3 separate regions of the Sus scrofa genome follow, and regions 2 and 3 are each linked to region 1. A link is a contact called in public Hi-C and HiChIP or PLAC-seq data. All regions are on one chromosome and are shown on one strand. Each heading gives the region's core, a stretch centred on a gene start, on an enhancer-like site or on the middle of the called end of the contact. The rest is flanking DNA. Distances are from core to core; before and after follow the strand shown.

Evidence for each region. Hi-C and Micro-C count contacts between places; a contact is called where the count stands out from the background. HiChIP or PLAC-seq counts read pairs in DNA pulled down with a chosen protein or histone mark.
Region 2: a Hi-C map of skeletal muscle shows a contact between it and region 1, with 8 times the contacts expected there. The contact joins two enhancer-like sites. A contact is called at or near these places in 2 of 47 Hi-C or Micro-C datasets (psoas muscle and skeletal muscle) and 1 of 2 datasets of contacts at active chromatin or transcription factors (skeletal muscle).
Region 3: an H3K27ac HiChIP or PLAC-seq map of skeletal muscle shows a contact between it and region 1, with 7 times the contacts expected there. The contact joins two enhancer-like sites. A contact is called at or near these places in 2 of 47 Hi-C or Micro-C datasets (embryonic fibroblasts and subcutaneous adipose tissue) and 2 of 2 datasets of contacts at active chromatin or transcription factors (alveolar macrophages and skeletal muscle).

The regions. Positions count from the first base shown.
Region 1 is chr8:71,328,572-71,332,782 of Sscrofa11.1, reverse strand. The region is part of intron 2 of G3BP2 (ras GTPase-activating protein-binding protein 2); the gene reads left to right. Among named protein-coding and RNA genes, the nearest start is that of G3BP2, 33 kb to the left of the region's middle. Within about 2 kb of position 1,787, at least 16 of the 83 cell types and tissues checked have an H3K27ac peak or open chromatin away from gene starts, as enhancers often do. A contact at or near this core is called in skeletal muscle, where this site is marked.
Region 2 is chr8:70,663,557-70,667,767 of Sscrofa11.1, reverse strand. BTC (probetacellulin) reads left to right here. Exons shown (of 8, transcript XM_021101433.1): 4 at 287-319. Among named protein-coding and RNA genes, the nearest start is that of BTC, 29 kb to the left of the region's middle. Within about 2 kb of position 2,062, at least 9 of the 83 cell types and tissues checked have an H3K27ac peak or open chromatin away from gene starts, as enhancers often do. A contact at or near this core is called in skeletal muscle, where this site is marked.
Region 3 is chr8:70,746,381-70,750,591 of Sscrofa11.1, reverse strand. No RefSeq gene overlaps it. Among named protein-coding and RNA genes, the nearest start is that of PARM1, 40 kb to the left of the region's middle. Within about 2 kb of position 2,216, at least 7 of the 83 cell types and tissues checked have an H3K27ac peak or open chromatin away from gene starts, as enhancers often do. A contact at or near this core is called in skeletal muscle, where this site is marked.

The sequences.
Region 1 (4,211 bases), core at 538-3,037:
TGGCAGCGGTGGCGGTGGGGTCCCCAAGGGAGGGCCCACTGGAAATCAGTAGGTCAGAATTTAAGGTGCCTGGTCCAAAGTCAAGGTGGCAGCCAGGCTGCTTCCTTCTGGAGGCTCTAGGGCAGAAGGGGTTTCTTTGCCTGTGCCACTTTCTAGAGGCCACTTGCCCTTCTGGGCTCCTGGTCCCTCCCTCCATCTTCAAAGCCAGCAACATAGCATCCTTGAATCTTCTTCACCGTTTCTGTCTCTGAGGTGGCCCCTCTTGTTTCCCTCTCTTGAGGGCCTTTGTGATTGCTTTGTGCCCACCTGGATAATCCAGGACAATCTCCTGGTCCCCAAATCCTTAATCACTTCTGCAAAGTCCCCTTTTACCATGTAAAGTAACATATTCATAAGTCTTCGGATTAGGACACTGGCATCCTTGAGGGGGGCCATTATTCTGTCTCCCGTAATTAGTGGAGTTGAATATGTTTTCATATGATTATTAGCTTTTTGTATTTCTTTTGGGAATTACCCATTCCTGACATTTTTTTCTATTAGCTGTTAGTCTTTATAATTCATGTGTAAAAGCTCCTCTCTTAAGGATATAAAGCTTAACAGTGCAGCGTTTTGCACATTTCCCCCTAGTTTATTGCTTGCTTTTCAATCTTGTTTTCAAGGTATTATCTAACATACAAAAGTCTGTTACTTCTTAAAACTTTATATTGTGGAAAATGTCAAAGAAATAAAAGTAGAGCGATTGGTATATTAAATCTCCACATATTTTTCACCAAGCTTAAGAAATTATCGACTCGAAGCTCACCTTATTTTATCTGTGTTCTTACCCACTTCTCCTAAGTTATTTGTTATATTGAAGTGAATACCAGACATCAGATCATTTCATCCATAATTTTTTTAGCAAAATGCATTAATTTTAGGACTTAAATTTTCTTCGATTATTTTTCCTAAGCCTTCTGGGTTTGGTGCCATGCACAAAAAAGCCCAATTCACTTGTCTTTTTAAAAGAGATGATGATTGGGGGTGGGGTGGGGGAATGCGCTGGGGTTGTGGGATCGAAATCCTATAACATTGGATTGTGATGATCATTGTATAACTATAAATGTAGTAAATTCATTGCGTAAGAAAAAAATTAAAAAAATAAAGTCTGAATATAAGTTTTTGTACCTTTTAAGGAGGCCTTGTTCCCTTTGTCTTAACTTGTTTTTATTAGGGATGACCACGTTGACTGCTTGAATAAGTATATCTGAGCACCTGTCATGTGAAGCATGCTGTGAATTCATCTTCATGTTACCTTTTGAGTACATGTGAACAGGGAACTCTGTAAAAGGATTACAATTATAAAATTAGCAATTGGCCCATTGGCGTCCACACTCTGGATTTAGTCCGCTTTCCATGACGACAGAGATGATCATGAGCAACTGCCAGAAGGCTGGCGATTGTCTGCTATGCCTGCATCATTTACACCTTTCAATGTTGTTTGTTTGTTTTCTGCCAAGACCACTGGGCCCTGGGAAGTAAGAACAAATAGGAAGATGAGGGGAAGACCTTCTCCCCTTCTTCGTAGTCTGCTGCTGGGTGACCCCCTTTCCTGTGCTCAAAGGGACAAGCACCAAGGTCCCTTGTTTAACACCACCCACACCGTGATGGACTGTTGGCAACCACAGAGGGCCTTAGAGAGTCATTGGCTTTCACGTCAGAAAAAGACGAAACACACACAGCACAGTTATTAATTAAGACTCGGCAAGACTAGGTGATCCAGACATAAAAGGGAGGTGGCGGAGCAGGAGTTCAGTGTGTGCTTGTCATAGCCTAGCAACTCCACCGCCAAAACAAACACCACTCTGGCCTTACGACCATAAATACCAACCGATTTGTTTGGCAGCCTCTAGCTTCCTACTCTTAACTCCTTGCCACCTGGTTCCCACTCACTCCTTTCTGTGAAAATTCTTCTTTTGAAGGCAGCCAGATCCTGGACATTGTTTCAGTCTCTGTCCTCTGGGTCCTTTCTTTGGTGAGTGACTGTTAATGGCCCCTTTCTTTAAAAGTCTTGCTCTCGGAATTCCCATCATGGCTCAGTGGTTAACGAATCCGACGAGGAATCATGAGGTTGTGGGTTCGATCCCTGGCCTTGCTCAGTGGGTTAAGGATCCAGCGTTGCCGTGAGCTGTGGTGTAGGTTGCAGATGTGGCTCGGATCCCATGTTGCTGTGGCTGTGGCATAGGCCGGTGGCTACAGCTCCGATTCGACCCCTAGCCTGGGAACCTCCATATGTCGCGGGAGTGGCCCAAGAAATCACACACACAAAAAAAGACAAAATAAATAAATAAAAGTCTTGCTCTCTCCCTCGATGCCAAGATACTCCGTTCTACTCATTTTTTCTGTGGGAATCTTCACGTGCCTGCTTCCTATCCCTCATCCCATAAATGTGGCTCCAATGCTTCACTTCCCACTCCCTCCCTAGCTTCAACTCTCTTACTCTCGAATCTCTGTTTCAAGCCCAGCTTCTTTCCTGAGCTCCCAGCCCGTGTTTCTGGATAATCTCTGGGGATGTCCAGGTTGACTTGGCTCACCTGGGACTTCTCAGTCCCACTCCTGCCTTGAACTTTAAGCCCTGGACACCAGGACCCCACACTCCAGGCTCAGACCCACCCAGGTCAGGAGATGATCCTGGCGGCAACTGAAAAGGATCACAATTTGGTGGATCTCAGACTGGAGTCTGATTGCTATAACCTGGGCAGGCCTGAATTGAATCTATGGTACTTGAGCGGGGCTGCAGTCACCCAACCTTCCTTCTTGGGCACCGTGATGCTGCTGGTCTTTTACACCTTCTCATGCTGCAGGTGTGGCCCCAAACGAACAAACAAACAAACAAACAAAACACTTCACTTTCCCTCTAGGTCTGAAGCCTGTTTTGCTGAGACCTCGAAATGATTCGTTTTACCATTTCCCTTCCCAGACGATCAAATCTTGTTTTGTCTTTTCCCAACCCCACTAGGCTGTGTCCCAGCCTTTCATTGGCAGAGCTCCTGCATCCTGGGCTATATAACCTGGGCAGTCCTGAATTGAATCTATGGTACTCTGAATTGAATCTATGGTACTCTGAATTGAATCTATGGCTACTCTGGATATTCATAGACCTCGACCATCACCTTTTCTCAAAGTCCTGCCTTCTTTTGCCCTAGCTTCCTTTACGATTTTATTACTTGCTGCTCATACTTTCTGAAAATCCCTCCAACTGTTATTCCTGCGTGGGGTACCTCACACATCTGCTCATCCTGCCTTCTAGTGCTAAACTCTTCCTGCAGCTTGGTGAAGTATAAAGATGTATTTACCTTTCAAGTAGATTTTTTACAATTCTAAGTTTTATTAGCATCCTCTTATTATTTCCTTTCAACTGCATATCATGTAAAAGGTTGGAGGGCCTAGTTTTCTAGTTAGTGTCCCATAAAGTCAGGCAAGTGCTCTTTTTATTTATTTATTATTGTTCTTTCATTGCCACAACCATGGCATATGGAAGTTCCTGGGCCAGGGGTGGGACCTCTGTTGGAGCAGTGACCCGAGCCACTGCAGTGACAATGCTGGATCCTTAACTCTCTGCACAAGAGAACTCCATGCAGCCTTTATTTATTGATTTGCTTTTTAGGGCTGTACCTGAGGCATGTGGAAGTTCCAGGCTAGGGGTTGAATCCGAGCTGCAGCTGCCAGCCTACACCACAGCCACAGCAATGCGGGATCTAAGCAGCATCTGTGACCTACACCACAGTTCACTCATGGCAACACCTATCCCCAACCTACTGTGTGAGGCCAGGGATGGAACCCACATCCTCTTGGATACTAGTCAGATTCGTTTTCACTGTACCACAAAGGAAACTCCAGGCAGTCTTTTTTTAAAAAATGTTTTAAATTTGGAGTTCCCGTCATGGCTCAGTGGTTAACGAATCCGACTAAGAACCATGAGGTGGCGGTTCGATCCCTGGCCTTGCTCAGTGGGTTAAGGATCTGGCATTGCTATAAGCTGTGGTGTAGGTCTCAGACGCGACTCAGATCCCATGTTGCTGTGGCTCTGGTGTAGGCTGGCGGGTACAGCTCCAATTGGACCCTAGCCTGGAAACCTCCATATGCCGCAGGTGTGGCCCTGGAAAAGGCAAAAAGACAAAAAAAAAAAAAAAAAAAAAAAGTTTAAAATTTTATTTGAGGATAGTTGATTTAAT
Region 2 (4,211 bases), core at 813-3,312, 670 kb after region 1:
CATTTTCCAATTTTGCATTTTTTTTCAAGGGCATTGTGAATTTATATTCTCCTGTCTCAAGGCAAGAGTTGGCAAGATAAGAAGGAAAATTAACTTAAAAATATATAAATAAAAAGTTTTCTTCTTCCCCTCTTGGCCTAAGAAGTTTGTAAAATGAAGAAACCCCTATTGGCAAGATGCCTAGAATATTCAAACCTCAGGCTCTACTTCAGAGACTAGGAAGAAATTTTCTCCAAACTCTGCTCTGACCACTTAAACTCCATTTTGTCCCCCTCTTTTTTTTTAGGTCAGATACCTGTGTGGAAAGATGAATGTGTAGGTATTTGTTTTTCTTCCTCTCTTTCCTTGTTAACACTTGTGGGACTTCTATCTCAAAAATTTAGTACCCCCTTTTAAAAAACTTTACACGGAGATTTAGCTATGTATCTAACTAAAAGTTTAGAGATACAGGAAGACATAAACATTGTAATGATACCCCCAAAAGCATCACAATAGTAATTCCCTTAGAGTTTATTTCAGAAGAGTTGCTGATATTAATATCATTCACAAAATCATTAAACAGATTTTTTTTTAATGAGCACTATTGGAATAAATAAGGGAAGACTGTATGGAAAATAAACCTAATTATCAATTGTGGAGAGTTGTAATCATTGAGGCATCACAAAGCCTGTTTTGGCTTGAAAATAAGATGAAGGACCCATGCTGTTTAACCAAATCACCCATAGAATTGAGAAAAATTCCATATTCAACTAAGTACTTTGGGTGTCTGATGTATTCTTCACTTTAGTTTAGCCCAAGAGAATCCATCATGTGTTCTATAACTATGCATATGATCCAAGGAAGATGACTACTCCTTGTCTCTGTCCACACCATCAAGCAAAGATGGTCTTACTTCTGATTCCTTTTACTAGCTCTTAGAATCAAATTTTGGCATCACTGACCTATAGTAGCCCCAGCGGTTTCTCATTTACTTTGTTGTAAAATTTTGTCTTTTTTTGGGGGGGGTGTCTTTTAGGGCTCTACCCATGGTACATGGACGTTCCCAGGCTAGGGGTCAAATCAGAGCTTCAGCTGCCGGCCTACACCACAGCCACAGCAATGCCAGATTCCAGACAAGTCTTCGACCTGTACCACAGCTCATGGAAATGCAGGATCCTTAACCCACTGAGCGGGGCCAAGGTTGGAAACTGCGTCCTCATGGATACTAGTTGGATTCGTTACCGCTGAGCCACAGTGGGAACTCTGATTGTAGAATCTTTGGATTAGTATCTTGTGAAGAGTTTATGATACTTCCCATTACCCGTGATGTCCATCCATTTATGAGATGATGTTGTGATCTGATCCACCAGTGCATGTAATTTTCCCCACGCAATGTTGTGGGACAGACTCACTCCCCGAGGAGTGCATCAGTTTTGGGAATGTGGGCTGGGAAAGCGTAAGGTGGGAGGGGAAGAGATCAAGCGAGCCCTGCCACCCCGAGGCATTGTCAAGTCCATGCCTTTCATGTCTTCACAGCCAACCCCACACAGGGGCCTAATCATTCTTTGGTCATAGGATTAACTTTTCCTTTTCGTTCATAAACATCTCTGGAATGGGTGGTTTTTTTGTTCACCCCTGCGCTAAGTCATCAGATCTCACGATAGGCAGAAAACGTTCGATTTCACAGCTGTTCAATTTTCAGATAACGTGACCTTGATGAACATTAGATGAAAGCAACTGGGATTTTAGGTGCATTTTGAAAGGGGGAATGCTGATAAGCCTTCTCATTTCCACGGGAGAGGAAGAGAGGAGCCCATCTGGTTGGGGGGTGGGGGGGGGTGGGGGGGGCGGGGCGACGGAGGTGGGCAGCATGTGTGATTTATTTTTCTTCCAGGTTTTAAAGTTCCATGGAGGAATCACAGGACATTTTCTGCTTGGTGGCATGGAAGGGTTTTTAAATACAAATAATGCTGGGAATATTTAAGGGCAGGCTTATTTGGCAGAGGAGAGAGCTCTGTGAGCCATCAAAACAGGGCCTGGCAGCACTTTCGCTGGTGTGGATTTGTGTTGCTTGGATGAACTGAGAGGCTGATGGAATCACTGTATCCAGCAGCTGCTGGTTAAGGCACTCTTTGGGATCGTGCTCTGCGTGGTGTTTATTAAAAGGCTGGCTATGATTAAAGGGGCATGACGGCCAGAGGAATTAGTAGAGTTCAGGATATAGAGCCAGAGGGCTTCCATGTAAAGTCAGGTGTGCTTTGCAAAAGGAGAAAAGACCTTTCTGGAGCACAGCGGATCCATAAGTAGGTCTTACTGCTTCTCAAATTCATCACTTTGCCCTCCATCCCCTAGCCCTGGGCCTCCACCCTGTATGGCTGCCTTGCTTTGCTCATCCAGCCCACCCAGTGTCTTCCTGCTTTAATCCAGTCTGTATTCTCCTATCTAATACATCAATGAAATGCTCCATAGTTTAGTGTTTACATATGCCATATAACCTTCTTCAGCTCTCTCCTGCCTCGTATTTCAAATGTGAACCCTTCAGCCCACTGACATTTGAGGTCTCTAACTTGCATTCACAGCCATCCTGGGCCACTTCTCAAAAGGTCCATCAAATCTGCCTCCTGCCCCCTGTGTAAGGCTAGAGTATTCCTGACCCTGAGTTTTTTGCATTTGATATTCTCCACAACTCAATTGTTGCCCACTGCCTCCTGAAAAAATTCTACATGTCCCAGAAATTTTTCTTTAATCAGATAAGCTCCCTTAAGGAGTTCCCGCTGAGGTGCCACAGGATGGTGGGCATCTCTGCAGCGCCAGGACGCAGGTTCCATCCCGTGCCGGGCACAGTCAGTCAAAGGATCCAGCGTTGCCACAGCTGCAGCCTAAGTTGCAACTCCTGCTCGGATCTGATCCCTGGCCTGGGAACTTCATATGCTGCAGGTGGCCAAAAACAAAAGATAAGTTCTCTTTGTACTGGGTATGAAGTTTCTCTTAGAATTGCCAAGACTTTCAAGATTCTGGAATCAGTTCATTTACCGAGGACTTTATTGTCTCAGATACTCTGCTAGGAATTAACGTGTCTTTTTTGTTTTTTTTTTGTTTTGTTTTTTTGTTTTGTTTTTTTTTTTTTTTGTCCTTTTGCCTTTTCCAGGGCTGCTCCTGCAGCATATGGAGGTTCCCAGGGTGGGGGTCGAATTGGAGCTGTAGCTGCCAACCTATGCCAGAGCCAGAGCAACTCGGGATCCAAGCCACGTCTGTGGCCTACACCACAGCTCACAGCAATGCTGGATCCTTAACCCACTGAGAAAGGCCAGGGATTGAACCTGCAACCTCATGGTTCCTAGTCAGATTCGTTAACCACTGAGCCACAATGGGAACTCCCTTTTTTTTTTTTTTTTTTTTTAATTTGAGCCTTTCAACAGCCCTTTAAGGTAGTAGATGTTATCATCTTCAATTTTCAGATGACGAAACTGAGGCTCAGACAGCTTAATTAGCTTGCCTGAACCCACAGGGCTAATGAAAGACAGAACTGAAAACGAAACAGTAATTTCCTCCCTCCTAATCCAGAGTTTTTCCCACTGTTTTCAGTGCACCACAACTGTTTACACGGTTACTATGGTTGTTTTTACTGATTGGTGCTTATTATTGACTTTAATTTGTCCTCTTATACCAGTGGAGATTGTTAGATAGAACATATCTTGTTTCTTTGATATTTTCCAGTGCCTACTACTGGACTCTGGAAAGAAGAACTCAACCAATGGAAGCTGACCAATCAATTTATTTGCCAAAATACACAGCTCTTTGCCTTTGAGATATTTTGCAGTTATTTCTGGGAGAAATTTCAGTCAGAGTCCCATTGATTGGCATGCATGGGGGCAGATATCTGGCATATACAAGCAGTACAAGTCACCAACCTAAACCAGGTCAGCCAGTTCCTCGGCAACATTCTGCCACCCTCTGCAACTCTGTGACCTGGCATCACAGGAATTTGCTGTGTACTGATCACCCAGAGTTCTTTGCAATTCCTCTCTGGTGGCCCTGGCCAGTTACATATGTTCCTTTCATAATATTAGTTAAGAAGTATAGTGGTCATTGCTATTAATACAAGGATTACCTAAGGTTCTGGGGGTGCCAGGTGCCATAGCAAACTTAGTGTGAAACGCCCTTCTGAAGTGACCACCGTGATCTCTCTGGGTGCACAGGTTTCTGAGTCCTACACGCTGTTGATCTTACCA
Region 3 (4,211 bases), core at 967-3,466, 580 kb after region 1:
GCAAAACCCTCCATGTGTGTTCTGGTTCATGAGGTAGACATTTCCTTTGCAGCACATTTACTGTATTGCTATGAATGAAGGCAAAGATAGATGCATTATTTATTTATTTATTTATTTATCTTTGCCCGCTGCATTACCCAATTGTCAGCTAAAACCTTCAGGCTCGAGGCGCTTCTCGTTATGTACAATTTAGTAGTTTCAATAACCAAAGAATTCAGGACTTTTTCTTTATCCCTGCTTTTTTTTTTTTTTTTTTTAACATCGTGTTTGCTTGTTATTCAACCGATGTTAGCATGCTTATCCTCAAATAGTGGGCCATCTACTCTTTGTGCATATTTTTCATGTTTTTATCATACAAGCACCAATATGAATAATCAATCCTTTTAATTTCCTTTGCATCATTTAGACTAAAGCCTCAGTTCGTTTTCATAGCGTTGGCACAGCGTGAGGCCACCTTGCGTTTTTTTCCTTTTTATGCATCTTTTGCTCCCAGAGCTGCGTTCATACATCAACTAGATTTTCCCGCCGCTTTTGGCTGGTGCCAGCAGTGGCATCACTGTGTCAGCTAGAGCGAAGCTTTCTGCGTGTACCAAGCATCTTACGAGCAGCTTTACATCTCTTGGGAAACTCCAAGTGCATTAGAGTGTGGCGCATGCTTTTCTCAGAGACAGGACAAGGAAGCCGGGAAGCAACCCTTGACACGGAGGGGCATTGCCTCGTGGCCACTCTACCTTGCTTGGTGACACTTCCTGTTTAGCTACTAAATAGAAGAGCTCAAACATATCAAATTAAAGTGTTTGATTTTACCCCAGGAGACATGGCTCCTTGTGACCTAGCGAAACAAGTTTATGGGTTGGCACGAACTGTTTCGCTGCTTCCAAGGAAACTAATACATTTGAAAAGATTCAGTGGTGAGGCCCATGTGTGAAGAGAGTTTTAGGGAAATGCAAAGCAAAGTGGATGAGAGGTCCTAAACCTGAGGTCCCTTGAAAGACATCAGATCCTCCATGGCTTGATCTAAGGGACGATGACCATCTTTTTTTTTTGTGTTTAGTTGGTAAAGCCCCATCTCCCTAGCAGGGTAGGCAAGCATTTAAGGCTAGAAGTGGAGTCCCCTCTCCCCTGGCTTAGTCTCCTTGGGTTTGCTCTGTTCTAGGCTGCCATCTGGTGGTCATGAAGGATCAACCAGTTACCCCGTCAGGGAAAAATTCCACCAAAGCAAAGGCATGGCCATTTTGTGGTTAGCTCTTGCCAGTAAATATGCCACAGGATTATTTATTTTCATTTTCTCGTGTGCATAAATCAGAGTGGCAGTCTGAACTTGACCACGCTTATCACAGTCTTTAAAAATACTTCAAGTATTTTGACCTAGTGCTACCATTTTCAAAAATATATTTCAAAGAAAGGCATGCAGACAGATTTATGTGTCAGCATGTTCCACCAAGTGTAATTTATAATGGCAATTTTGGAACTAATCCAAATGTTCAAAAATCAGGATTGTTAAAATTAGAGTGTTTCATTCCATGGTGCGCTCATACTTTAGAGTAACGTTTAAAGACATGGGAAAATGTTTATGATAGATTATGAAGTGAACAAAACCAATGAAAACTCCACGATCCTGGTTTTGCTTTTCTGAATATTTCCTCCTTTCAAAGTCATGAAAATGTAATACTTTTGGAAGCAGAAAGCCAAAAAAAAATCATAGCAAATATATAAATATGGTTACATGCACAGCAGTGTATCTGTACCAACTTTTTTCAAAGTAACAAGTCCTTTAAGATATCTCTCCTGAAACTTTGTTCAGTAAACATGTTCCTATAGAAAAATCGGTGCAAAAGGTCATGAACAATTGCCTCACTGTTCTGATGATCTTAAGTAATAATCCAGGAAGCTTGAGCCTGCAGCTGCCACTTGAAGTTTGCTAATGGGTCTCGTGGTGGAGACAAAAAGCATGTTATTTCTTGCATGACCCTTGACTCATTAACTTGTTCTAAGGCTTATATTTTGCTTCTAGGGGTTGTTGGTGGGGCTGTGGAAGAAGATGCTGTTTAAATCACTGTGCAGCGTGTGCCATCACCGGGGCTCAGTTTTATAATTGGACAGAGTCCATTTAAAGCTTTTTCGAGATGTAGCTTTGAGATTTTTCTCTGTACCCTGCACAGGTATAAATAGACTGCTTTGCTGGCTTCGCTGGGAGATTTGCCCAGAAAGAGAAGGTTAAAGGGATCTCACAGGTTTTCTTAAATAGGAGCATCTGCCCTTGGCTCTTGGGAGCAGCCACGGGGCGAGCCAAAGCCACCTAGGTGTCCCTTTCATGGGGTTTTACATTTCATAGCTGTTTGCTTAATAAACTCGGGCGCAATTTCCACATACATGGTTAACATGCTCTCAGGCACCAGGTGGCAGGTCCAAGAAGAGGAAGATCATTTTCAGAGCTCCCCGCTGGCTCAATAAACACTTTCCAGTTCTCCTAATGAGATGGTGAACCTCTTTTTATCATTTAGCCCTGGGCTCAACAAACCTCTCATGGATGTTACCGGAGCAGTTTATAATTTCCACTTTTATTAGTGTCAACACCATTGCTGTTAGATTGACAAACAGGAATTCAACTAATCCTTCAGCTTTACAGTTGGAAATAGATCCCCTTCTGTATCTTTTACTGCATGAATTCTGCTAAATTCCTGGCTGGGCATAGCCAGTGTTGCTACGTAGTCATTTTCAAAGAAATAGGAGTGAAATCTGAGTGTTGTACATTAACCTATGTGTGTTTTTAAAACAGGTGCCAAGATAAATTGACTTATTCCTCTGACTGCTGTCTCACTTGGCTGGAAATATGAGTGTGTGCAGTAGACTATGGTTAAGTGAATGTAAAACATTTTAAGTTATCGAGTAGTTCTTCCTCTCCCGTTGGTCACGTTTCAGGAAGGAATTCAATAACTACCCATTGGCTGCTTTTCTGTATTGGTGGTGTTTTCTTTTCTCTAAGTAAAACATTCTCAAAATAACATTCCCTGGGAGATAGGATTCAATGCACACATATTCACTTTATCCATAGCCCTTTGTATATAACACAAGTCATGTTCTAATGTCATCAAGATTTTTAAGATAAAGTGGATGGAGGAGATTAGTGCCAAAGTTACAGAAAATCAAGGACAGAGAATTTGCTTTTCAAAGTTAGACCTTTTTTTTTGCGTGTGTGTGTCTCTTTGCCTTTTCTAGGGCCACTTCCTGCAGCATGTGGAGGTTCCCAGTTTAGGGGTCCAATCAGAGCTGCAGCTACTGGCCTACGCCAGAGCCACAGCAACGTGGGGATCTGAGCCGAGTCTGCGACCTACACCACAGCTCATGGCAACACTGGATCCTTAACCCACTGAGCAAGGCCAGCGATTGAACCCTCGACCTCATGGTTCCTAGTCAGATTCATTAATCACTGCGCCACGATAGGAACTCCGAAGGTTAGACATTTCTAAAGTCTCATGTGTTTTAACTTTATGTAAAATTTTAACCTTTAAGAAATTGTTCTCACTATTCCTTCTGCTTAATGCATTTGGCTACTTTCTGAGATTTATCATTCATCTGAACTTTAGGGGAAAAAAAATCTTCCCTTCTTTTTTGGGTCAAGGAAGATGAAGGAAAAAAACAATCTTTTGCTTAAGTGTGTTGAGTCTAAATAGTTAGCCTAGAATTTCAGATATTAGAACTCCATGGTTTAGATGTCAAGAACAAACTACATGTCATTAGGTCTATTTCTAAGCTTTATAAATTGGGGAATAAAGTGAGAAGAAAAGAATATAGACTCATCAAATATGTTAACATAATATTAGTTCTAATTTATTGAGTCCCTACTACAGCTTGTTTTTTCAGAGCATGGAATATATAATATATATATATATATATCATCTAGGAGTTCCCACTGTGGCACAGTTGGGTTAAGAATCTGACTGCAGGAGTTCCCGTCATGGTGCAGTGGAAACAAATCTGACTAGGAACCATGAGGTTGCAGGTTTGATCCTGGCCTTGCTCAGTGAGTTAAGGATCTGGTGTTGCCGTGAGCTGTGGTGTAGGTCCTAGACGTGGCTTGGATCTGGTGTTGCTGTGGCTGTGGCCTCAGCTGGCAGCCGCAGCTCTGATTAGTCTCCTAACCTGGGAACTTCCATATGCTGCAGGTGCAGCCCTGAAAAAAAAAGACAATTAAAAAAAAAAAAAAGAAT